2 separate regions of the Mus musculus genome follow, and region 1 is linked to region 2. The links are chromatin contacts, called in public promoter capture Hi-C maps. All regions are on one chromosome and are shown on one strand. The core of a region is the stretch at or near the end of the contact, and the rest is flanking DNA. Distances in the headings are between cores, read along the strand shown. Region 1 holds the start of Abca6 (ATP-binding cassette, sub-family A (ABC1), member 6). Region 2 holds the start of Amz2 (archaelysin family metallopeptidase 2).

Evidence for each region. Promoter capture Hi-C pulls out the DNA fragments that hold promoters and counts their contacts.
Region 1: a contact with region 2 is called in a promoter capture Hi-C map of hippocampal neurons, with 4 times the contacts expected there. The contact joins the promoter of Abca6 here to the promoter of Amz2 in region 2. A contact is called at or near these places in 1 of 39 promoter capture datasets (hippocampal neurons) and 1 of 115 datasets of contacts at active chromatin or transcription factors (stem cell-derived neural progenitor cells).

Annotation. Positions count from the first base shown.
Region 1 is chr11:110,249,995-110,255,649 of GRCm38.p6, forward strand. Abca6 (ATP-binding cassette, sub-family A (ABC1), member 6) reads right to left here and starts at 1,782. Exons shown (of 39, transcript NM_147218.2): 1 at 1,578-1,782; 2 at 404-510. The coding sequence starts at 499.
Region 2 is chr11:109,421,523-109,427,719 of GRCm38.p6, forward strand. It overlaps Amz2 (archaelysin family metallopeptidase 2), which reads left to right and starts at 4,424. Exons shown (of 9, transcript NM_025275.4): 1 at 4,424-4,508; 2 at 4,964-5,053; 3 at 5,448-5,575. The coding sequence starts at 5,564.

The DNA of each region.
Region 1 (5,655 bases), core at 532-3,031, 830 kb after region 2:
TCTTTTATATCCTTGGAAACAACCTTTACGTAGAAAATCAATAGTTTTGGATATAAAACGATAATATTAAAATTTTCTCAATTTATACTTACTAACTTTGTATCCCACTGTAGAGTATGGGATGGCTTAACCTTTGCTGCAATTTTACCATACAATTTAATTTTTCCTTTATCCCTTTAAAAAATTATATATATATATATATATATATATATATATATATTACTAAGTTCTATGGTATTGGTCACAGACCGTTATGAGTTTCTCAATCAAACAAACATAGATAGAAGTACCTACCTCAAAAGTAATAACTATAGCCTGCTGGTTAAGCTGTAATCTTTGAAATATTATTTGAAACTCAGGTGGGGAAAGGAGGCTGAGGAGAGGGTGGAATGTCTGCACCTACCAATAAGCTCTCTCTCTTCCTCCGCCATTTCTTGAGCAGAATCTTGTGCAGAAGGGCGCGGGTCTGCTGGCGCACGTGCACACTTAGCTCCTTCATACTTGCCTCACCTGCTCATTAAGCAAACAAACAATAAACCAAAACCAGAAGCGGAGTTGGAAAAACCTTGACTCTATTTCTGACTCAAATATTTACCACACTTAAGAACTATAATGCAATGTAAAATATTAATGCAACGATTTAAGACTAAATTTACCTCAAATGCATTCTCTTTAAGCTATGTGGAGGGACGGGTGACGGTGATGATAGGGCGTGGTTATCATCACACTTCTACAATAAAACAGAACATTCCAATGGGGGGGGGGGACGCCATTAGGGTGCAGAACACATATAATAATATTTTAGATCAGAATTCAATGATGTGAATAAAGTAATCTCTTGGTTTCACCCCATCAACACTCATTTTTGTTCCTTGCATTTTAGGAAAAAAAAAAAACTAAACAAATCAACAACAAAATTTTGATTGCTTAAACTCGCCTGAATGATAAATTCATCGGATACAATCCCAGTGAAATATGTTCATAATACTTATCTTCAGATTTAAATATAATAAAAATTTAACTGAATAACTCTTACCAGAAGAACTGAGCTTTAAAATAATAATCAATACTCGAAATTACTTGATTCTGACTCACCAGAAGAATAAGGCTTCTCTCAACTTTGTAAATAGAAATGACACTCAAAATGCAGAAAGCAAAGTTCAAAATAAGTTAGGAAGGAAGGAAGGAAGGAAGGAAGGAAGGAAGGAAGGAAGGAAGGAAGGAAGGAAAAAAGAAAGAAAGAAAAAGAAGAGAGAGAACATAGTTTTACCCAGCAATTTTTCAAATAAACAAATTTTAAAACCCATTTTAGTTTTCATGATCTTTCAATTTAATCTTTCCTAAATTTACATGACAAAATGCAATACAGTTCTTTCCTTGGCTACAATGGAAGCAAGCTAGAATCTACAGCTGTATTTTCGAAATAAAATTCGGTTGGGGCGGGGGAAATAAAAATTAGCTCTTAAATCACTTTAAGATACTTAAGTGTCTACAAACCATCTGAATAACAGATTGAACTTGGCAATATCCACCCATTTATTCGGCAGAGCACAAAAACAGCAGTAAGCTTCACTCACTACTGAGGAATATTCGCACTCCCGGAACAGGCAGGCTTCTTTTCCTAGTGCATCCCTTTGAGCACTTTCTCTCCTTCCGTAAACATTTCTTAAGTAGGTGGCTGCTCTCCGCGGTTCCTTTGCACACTGCTTTCCGAAAGGGGATGTGGTCACTCCAGGCTGCACATGATGAATCTGTTTTGTTTTCTGTGTCCTCTCTCTCTCTCTCTCTCTCCTGGGAAAACCCTGTTCTGTGATTGGTTGAGAATAAAACAAACCCTGTGTCTGTTCATTCACCCCCTTTCAACTCCGGAAAAAATAAAGCAGATAAGGAAAACTTGCTCAAGCCCTTCAGATATGATGAGATCAAGATTGGAAAGAAGACAAAAAATCAAAATAAAACAAAACAAAAACAAAAACAAAAAAAAAAAAAAACCAACCCAACAACAACAACAAAAACCCTAGAATAAAAATGTTATCTAAGGACTTGTATGAGAAATACAAGTTTTCATGATTTCTCACTCTGCATAGCTAAACATAGACGTCAGTTTTCAATTTGGCAAACTCACACTAACTGGGAAAAGTTGCTGAAGCTGGGAGTTTCTCTTCTTTTCTATTTTTTCCTTTAAAGGTAAAGCAATCCCTATCTCTGCCTTGGAGATAGTCTGACGGTAGACAAATGAAATACTATTTTAAAACATGTTTCTCCTACTCTGGTCACAGCTGTGTGGGATTTTATGGGTTAAGTACATTAATAAAATAGATTTATCTTGTGACTAAAATACATAAAAGATTTCCAATTTTTATGCACTAATACTAGCCTACCTGAACTCCATTCTGTCCTTGCTGCACAGTGTATCTGAAAGGCACTGAAAACTTTTGACCCGCCACAGCAAATGTCAAAACAGAAAAAGCGAAGTCCAGGAGTTGAGAAATCTCAAATATTTGTCAGGACTCTTTTATCCACATGTGTTACTAAATCTAAATCAGAGAGATGTTCCAGAGTATAGGGGACAAGTTTAAGACAGTAACAGTTCCAGCCATGATAATATACTTGGCAGTTAATTCTACTTTTAAAAGTAGACACAAGTGAAATAGCGTGCCTTTTATCTTGAAAACTGTCAAAACAAACATGTTAACAAGGGTATTCTAAAGGCCTCAGGACTGTAGGGGGAAAATGTCACAACACTTAAAAAATTTGTTTCGATAGTAGAACGAATCTTTTGAAGTAGCCTAGAATATAATTCAGATTTCTATTAATTTTATTGCCATAGTTGTTTGATTCTTTATATTCTATTTTTTGGTAGCTAATGCTTAATGAAAAGTTCTTTCTTAGAAGTTTTATATTGTGCATTTAATTGCTAGGGTTTTTTTTTTAATTTCTTGTTTGTCTGTTTTGCGCTCATAAATTACATCCTAACCCCAGTTTCCTCTACTTCCACTCCTTCCAGTCCCTCCCCCACATCTCCCCTCTTCCCAAGTTCTAGTCCTCCTCCATTTCCCTTCAGAAAGGAGCAGGCCTCCCAGGGATAGCAATCAAATAGGCCATAAAAGTTCAGTAAGTCTAGGCGCATGCACTCATAGGCTCAGCGCATGCATTCATATCAAGGCTGGATGAGTCGAGCCAACAGGAGGAGAAGGGTCCCAAGGGTGGGCAAAAGAGTCAGAGGCAAATCTTTTTTTATTCTGCTTTTCTTAAAATTTTATTAAAACTCACAGCTTTAATAACATCAATTTCTTAAATATATTTACTGCTTTCTCGCTGTTTTATGTATGTGTTTTATTGGCCTATTTTTCTCATATTTATTTGAGATAGTGTCTCTCACTGAATTGGAGCTAGGCTGTTCTCTTTAATATGCCTCATTTATTGTGGTGACACTATTTTTAACTTTGAATGTAAAGATAATCCTACAAATAGCGACCTAACATGATGAGGAAGACAGACGCAGCCTCCAGCTAGGACCTGGAAATATTGGGAAAAATATATTCCAAGTTAGAAATTGAGATGTATAACTAAACTTAAAAATAATGAATAAAGGGTGGTGGCGCACGCCTTTAATCCCAGCACTTGGGAGGCAGAGGCAGGCAGATTTCTGGGTTCGAGGCCAGCCTGGTCTACAAAGTGAGTTCCAGGACAGCCAGGGTTATACAGAGAAACCCTGTCTCAAAAAACAAAAACCAAAAAACAAAAACAAAACAAAAAACAAAAACAAAAACAAAACAAAACAAAACAAAACAAAACAAACAAACAAAAAAGAATAAAGGATACTAAAAAGTAATAAACAATTGGAAAACTAAGTGAAGAGTGAGGGTATACCCAGTAGGTTCTAAAACCAAAAAGAGAATTTAAAATTTCGTCATGAGTAGCATTTCAGGTAACGAAGTACATCTGGAATATATTGGATTAAGATCTAGGCCTCTGGTGTCTCAGTTTTTCTGTGATTCAGTCTTTAACACTGACAGGTGGACAATCTACAACTCATTTTCCTACAAGAATCTAGGTGTGCTGCATGACTGCTAAATACAGTCTAGAAAAAAAAATCTCACATCTTCTATTCCAGGGAAGAATATGGATATAGATGTTTTGTCCAATCACTGCGATATATAGAAAATGAAAACCCAGGGATAGAGAGGTGGCTTAGAGGGTAAACGCATGTGCTCAGATCCCAACACCAATATAAACAAACAGAATGAGACCGCGCATGTGCGTACGAGCTACCACTACAGAGGACTTACTGATGCTTACTGGCCGCTTACTGGCCTCCAGCTCAGCAAATCCAGCCAGAGACTCTGTCTCAAAGAAATAAGGCAGAGCATGATAAAGCGGACACCTAGCGCTTTTCTCTGGCCTCCTCTGGCATTCCATCCACACATGTGTACACACATGACATTCGTGCACGTAACATACGCGTTTAGATTTTTTTCTTTTATTTTTTTGAGATGATTATATAGTGCGCCACTGCGTCCCGATCCTTTCTCCCTCCAAACATTCCCATCCAGCCCGCTTTCAAATCCATGGCCTCTTTTTCATTAATTCGTGTTACAACACAATTTTTAAAGATAAATAATACATGCCTCTCCCATACAATACATTCTGATCACAGTTTTCCCTCTCTCCGCTCATCCCAGTTCTCCCTCCCTTTCCCGCCCCCGGCCCCCAGATCGACTTCCTCCATTTCCCTACTGAAAAGAGCAGGCTTCCAAGAGACAAAAATTAATCAGGACAAAACAAAATATAATGAAACAAGGTAAAAGCCCTCATATCAAGACTGGACATGGCAACTCAATAGGAGGAAAAGAGTCCCAGGAGCAGAGTCATCTAAAGAGTCCCAAAGAGTCACCCCTCTCACTGTTAGGAGTCAGACAAAAAGCACCAAGGTAACTCTATAACATTTGTGCAGAAGACCTGGTACAGACCTTTGAAGGCCCTGTGCTTAAAAAGAAGAGAAAATGAAAACTTAAAGAGTGGATGTGTGCACATGTGTTTCATTTGTCATATTTCAGGTGCAGTAGACAGGAGAAGATCTTAATAACAGGGACAATATCATAGCAGTTAGTTTGTATGCCCTGGAAGAAAAGTTAGTACTGTGATCTTACAACGTTTCTCTAAACACTTCCCTCTCAATATTTTTTCATCCATTAAAATGAGAAAAAGAAATGTTGACATATGTATGAAACATATATATATATATATATGATTATTGTGGGGATTAAATTCATTAATAATGTCTAAAAAATTGTAAATACAAATTTTCCCTAAAAAAAAAATGGTTATTTCAGTGGTGGCACATGCCTTTAATCCCAGCACTTGGTGAGCAGAGGCAAGGGGACAGACAGGGCTACACAGAGAAACCCTGCCTCAGGTGGAAAATAGTTATATGCTCTGATTGTTCTTGTTCTCTTGATATCATTAGCATTCCTGGAATCCCACAACGAAGACTTAAGCAAGTCAGTAGAATGGAGAATGGAGGGTGGTGGTGGCGTTCACTAGTAGACTAAGAACTGAAGTTAACAGACACTGTAGCGTAATAGACTATATAGAATTTACACTTCAATCTAAGAAACTATGTAAATTAGCTAAAATAGGAGAGAAAGAGGA
Region 2 (6,197 bases), core at 3,174-5,673:
GATGCCATGTTTTATAAACAAGAAAAAGAAGCCACGGGTATGTTTGATGGAGGTGTGGTATGGTGTGGGGGAAGGGGGTGCCTCTGGGGGCCCATGCTGAGGCATTCCTTCTCCCTGAGGTACCAACCACATGGAATAGAGTTTATCTTTATCTAGGGCATGGGGAAGGGAGTTGAGGGGGTAGTAGAGACAGAGAAAGGCAGAGAGAAGGGAGGAAGAGGGAAAGGGAAAAGGAGAGGAGGCAGGCCATGACACTTGGAAAGAGAGTGGGAGGGGAGTGGGGAGAGAAGAGACAGGGAGAGAAGAGAAGAAGGGAGTAAGAAGAGCAAGAGAGAGAGGAGGGGGTCAAGAAGAGCCTTTTATAGTGAGTCAGGCACACCTGGCTGTTGCCAGGTAACTGTGGGGCGGAGCCTAGAAGAAATGCTAACAGTAGATATCAGCTAAGGGCCGGAGAAAAAGAGAAATATAATGGACATGAATTCATACTAGGGAGTAAATGGTTGAGAACTTCTTAACCTCATGTTAAAATAGGTTAGCCTAAAATAGATTAAAATAGGGTGTAATGATCCATGCCTATAACCCCAGTGCCAGGAACGGACAGGCAGGAGAACTGCCTTGAGTTCAAGGCCCACCTGGGCTGGCTTTCTAGCAAGTTCCAAGCCAGTCTGAGCTACAGAAGAAGAGTTTAGCCCAAATAATAAAATAAATAAATATAAAAATAAAATTAAAAAAAGCATAAAACATACTGGTCGTGAGGCTTGAAAGCTGTGCAGCAGAACGTAACATGGAGGCAGTAGTCTGGAGAGATGGCGTGGCACCTCAGTGTGTGCTGGTCTTGGAAAGGGCATGGATTTGGTTCCAGGCACCTAATCAGTTGACAACCACCTGAAACTCCAGCTCCATGGGATTGGATGCCCTCTTCTGGCCACCACAGGCACCTGCACTCATGTGCACATATCTACCCACAGACATACACATAATTAAAAAAAAAAAAACTAGTAATTTCAGACTCAGACTTTTAGGTCAGTGAGGTGGCTCAGTGGATAAAGGTGCTTGCTGCGCATGCCTGAAGACTTGCATTTGACTCCTGGAAGCCACTGTGGAAGGAGAGAATCACTCCTTAGCCTCTACACATGTGCCATTGTTTAAGCGCCTACCCATGTGCTTAAAACAATTTTTAAACAAGATTTGGAAAAAGATTCAGTTGCAGGAATTCATCCCTGTAATTCTAACCCTTAGAAGGTAGATGCAGGGGGCTGGTGAGATGGCTCAGTGGGTAAGAGCACCTGACTGCTCTTCCGAAGGTCTGGAGTTCAAATCCCAGCAACCACATGGTGGCTCACAACCATCCGTAACGAGATCTGACTCCCTCTTCTGGAGTGTCTGAAGACAGCTACAGTGTACTTACATATAATAAATAAATAAATAAATAAATCTTTAAAAAAAAAGGCAGATGGAAATATATTTAAAAAAAAAAAAAAAAAAAGAAGGTAGATGCAGGAGGATTGCTAATTGCTATCAGTTCGAAGTCAACCTGAGTAACATCGTGAGTTCTAGACCAGCCTGAGCTACAAAGTGAGACCTGATCAATAGCAAGACATGAAAAAGGGGGAGGGCCGTGATAGCTGGATGGGTAAGGGCACTTGATGCCAGATAGGGCTGAGGACCTGAGTTTGATCCCAGAGCGTACATGATGGAAAGAGACCTGAAGTTCTCTCTTACCTTCATTTGTCTGTTGTGGCATGTGTATGAGAATGTGCAAGCTCAACACATACACACACACACACCCCACACACAAATAAATACTCTAAAATTTAAAAACAGAAAGAAAATTCAGACTTTGTCCACATTTGTGGAGTTCTCAGGCTGTTAACTGCCTACCGTTTTTAGAGCACAGTTGGGACATTGCCCTTTTCTGGGAAACCCAGTATGGCCTCAGGGAAGCCATTCCCACATTCACACTCTGGGGCTTCCTCTCAGGAGATGAGCTGGCCCTCTGCCAGTTTGCCTCTGAGAACCAGGGCTTAGTCCATAACCCTGCACACACATGAGTCCTTCACTAGCCTTTTCTACCTCCATATGACATCTTAACAGACTGACACACCTCTCCAGATGCCTATAAGAACAACAGAAATTCATTTCTCACAGTTCTGGGAGTTGTGGAACTCAAGATCAGCGTGCTAGTAGGTGCTGTCTGTCAACTCTACTGTTCGGTTCTTAAGTAATATGCTGTGGTCTGAAGTCTCATAGTGCCACCAATCCAATTCATGGGGGGCCACACTGGTCGTCATCTAGTCTCCTCCTGTGCTAGTCACCTCTCTCACTGCTGTGACCAAATGACTGAGGAGTGGAAACTTAAGGAGAAGCCCATTTTAGCTTATAGTTTCAGAGGACTCAATCTATATTACTGTGGGAGAGGCATGGCAGCTTAAGCCAGAGGCAGCTAGTTACATTGTGTCCACAGTCTAGACCCAGAGAGCTATGACTCTCTGGGTGTTTGCCTTCAGTCCAGGCCCCCTGACCACGTGATGGTGCCACAAACATTTAAGTTCGGTCTTTCTACCTCACTTAACCTAATCAAGAAACTCCCTTACAGGTCTGCAGGGAGGTGTGTTTCAAAGGAGATTATAAAGCCTATCTCTAACTGACTCTGCCTCCCATGGTGCTGGGTTTAAAAGTATGCACCACGCATCTGCCATGTTATGTGATGAAAGAAAGAAAGAAAGAAAGAAAGAAAGAAAGAAAGAAAGAAAGAAAGAAAGAAAGAGAAAAGAGTGACACATTTAACAATGGGTGTGATTATGCATACTTGTGATCCTACCACCCCAGAGGCTGAGGCAGGAGATAGTTGTGAATCTGTGGCCAGCCTAGGCTATCTAGTAAGTTTCAGGTCAGATGTGGTGCTGGACTGAGTAGGGAAGAATTCACCTAGATGATGTAAACTGCAAAGCCTACTGTGCATCCTCTGGCTACACGGGACCATGAATAATTTCTGATTATTGGCAGGACTATTTGTCTGCAATGATATGGATTAGTTATTCTGAAATTACCCTCAGTGCATATTGTACCACAGAGCAGTTAAATGCAGAAGTAAATTATGAATAGTGGGAGACAGACTTTTCATTAGTATGGAAGGGAGTGCACACAGAAAAATGGAAAGCAGGAACCTTGTGGTGTTAGACTGCAATCAGAGTGATTGGTAGGAATTCCCAGTGTAGGTGTCCTGTGACTACTTAGAAAAAATTGCTTGTTTAGAAGCATGCTCTGGAGTATTTACACTAAAGGGGCATCATGTCTACAGCTGATTAAAAATGTCCCGGGAGAAAAAAATGGTCAGGTTGTTGGGGAGTGACCTCATGGGAGGAGAAAGAGGATCAGAGGGGGTCCTGGGGAAATATAACCGAAGTATGAAAATTTGAAAGAATATACATGTATGTGTCTCTCTCTGTATGTGTGTATACAGTGCTCAGAAGTCAGACACAGGAACATTCTCTGCTACATAGTGAGTTCAAGGCCAGCCTTGACAGGAGACCCTCCCCAAATAAGCCACTTTTGTCAACTTGGTAAGGGCAGTAAGGACAACATATATGAGCCTTGTTATAATAACTGGGCAAGGATAATTAGAGCAGTGTGCACAAGGCAAGAAGAGAGCAAAAAGTTTGGGGGTTGGGTAGGAAGAAGGGTACAGACATGTGGGGTATGCAGTCTTTAACTTCCAAGGATGAGAGGATGTTGATAAAATAGTGGCATCATCCCCTTGTTTGACCTTCCTGGGGCCAGAAGCGCCCAGAGATGCAAAAGGATTGAATAGGTATATGCTGGGGGCGGGGATCAGGAGATCTGGCCCTGGGGTTTCCCCTTCCAGAGTCTCCTGGGGGTCCGAGCTCTAAGCTCTTAGTTCCCCAAGTACCAAAGGCAACCCTATGCCCCACGCCCTAGGATGCAGCCCTGCTTCCTGACAGCGGTGAGGCCGCGACAGTCGGGCAAACCGACTAAGAAGGGAAAGTCCAAGCGGGTGATGTGTCAAGCCGCGGACACGGCTGACTTATTTGGACCCAGTGGTTAAATTACTCAGGCTCAGCCCACGGCAGGTGGTTCCGTGACCCTGCACCGCCCGCGAGGAGCGGGTCGCGGCGCCCCCGTGAGGGCCGACGCGAAACAGCGACGACTGGGGACTGTCCGACACTACATCGCCCCCTTACTACTTTAGTCAACCACACACAGCGTGAGTGTTGTGAAATGGACAGAGGTCACGCCTTCGGGGCGGGGTTACAGCACATGGGCGGGGCCTTTCTGGAGGAGTGGGGCGGGCTCAGTGTTTGGAGGAGGAGCCTTAGGAGGGAAGAGCGCAGATAGGAGGCGGGGCGACGATTGAGGGGCGGGAAGACGGGTCTTGCTAGTGGGCGGTGTGGGCGGGGCATGCGTGAAAGGGTGAGGTGCGTCCGCGCGAGGCGCATGCGTGCTAGGACCACCGTGGCAGCTTGAGGGCGGCCTAGAGGCCTGTCCGGGTGAGGGTGGTATGAGGAACCGTCAGGGCTGGGCAGGGGAGGAGGAGGAAGGTGTTGATCGTTGGGGAGGAGCGGATGTGGTGGGAGGGATGGCTGCGGCGGAAGCAGAGGGGACCTCGGGGGCAGGATGTCTCTTGGGAACAACGCGGGCCTTTCCGGTTGCTCCCTGGGTAGAAGACGCGAACTCTGAGTTCCGGGGAGGCCCCCCACTTTTGACTCAAGCAGAGACTGGGTGGCGTCTGCACCGGCCGTGCAAGTTGCTATGGGCAACCAGCTAGCACGTCTGGCGAGACCCACTTGGCGGGAGATGTTCCGGTTATAGAACCGAAGCATCTTAGGCCCCCGGTCCCTGCAGTGACTGTACGATGGCTCCCTGCACACTTCTTCAGCGACACCATCCACGTTGGACTAGGATGTGGAGGCCTTCTGACTTTCCACTCTGTCTCTTTTATTAGGGTGAAGGCCACACCCCTTTGCCAGACATGCATTGTCCTTAGAAAAACATAAATGGAAAAACAGCAGCTGGAGATTTCTCCTTTATAAAGGTAGGTAGACTGAATGGGGCCATGGTGATTTATTTTTTTTTTCTTTTTAAATTTCATCCTGTAAAAATAAAATCTCAGCCCAGATGTGCAGTACCGAGATGAGCTACACTCAGCGTAGTCTCTAGGATCCTTTCTAGTCAGTGTCACCCTCTTGAGCTCCAGAATTCAGAAGTTCACTGAGCACAGCAGTTAGCTTAAATTTCAAAATCAGTCGTTAATAAACTGAGAAATACAGAGAAACCCTGTCCCACCCCCCAACCCACCCCCAAAACAAAGCAGAACAAAAAACCAGCCAACCAACCAAACAAACAAAAATGGAAAAGGCCCTCAATTAGAAAACACAAACTAAATGGACAGAAACATTCATCTTTTTTTTCTTTTCTCACTCAAAAAGCGTCTGCTTGGTATGAAGGATGAACGTGCCACGTAGGGACTTGATAGGAATGGGGAAAGTCCTGTCACCATGAGTATGGCGTCTCATTGGTCATCTTAGATCTACCCCCGTGTCTTATGGCTGACAAGGTAAGCGTAAGGGGCTGAGATGGATCTTGCCAACCTGCAGTTAAATAACAGAACCATTACTCTTTTCCTTATTGAATATCTTTGAGTGACACTGGAAGGGATGCCGTTGATCCTGTGGACAAAGTGAGTCAGCTCAAAATATTATGATTGTTTTCAAATGACAGAGGACGTTGGGCATCAGTAGGATTTAAGAGTCACCGCTAGCCAGGCAGTGGTGGTGCACACGTTTAATCCCAGCACTTGGGAGGCAGAGGCAGGCGGATTTCTGAGTTCAAGACCAGCCTGGTCTACAGAGTGAGCTCCAGGACAGCCAGGGCTATACAGAGAAACCCTGTCTTGAAAAACCAAAAAAAGGAGCTGTTAGTTACTGTTTTTGAGACAATGTTGCTATATAACTCAGGCTGAGTGTCAACTTTCAATCTCCTGCCTCTGTCTCCTGAGTATTGGTTTACAGGTGTCGGCACTATGCCCAACTTGACAGTAGTTACTAGGATGGGAACAGCAGGCTCAGTGGGAGATACAAGAATGGTCTGAATGAATGGTTTTCCTTTTAATTCTTTCGTTACTTTCCCCCAATAAACTGATTGGACGCGGAGAAAACATTCTTTTTTATTTATTTATT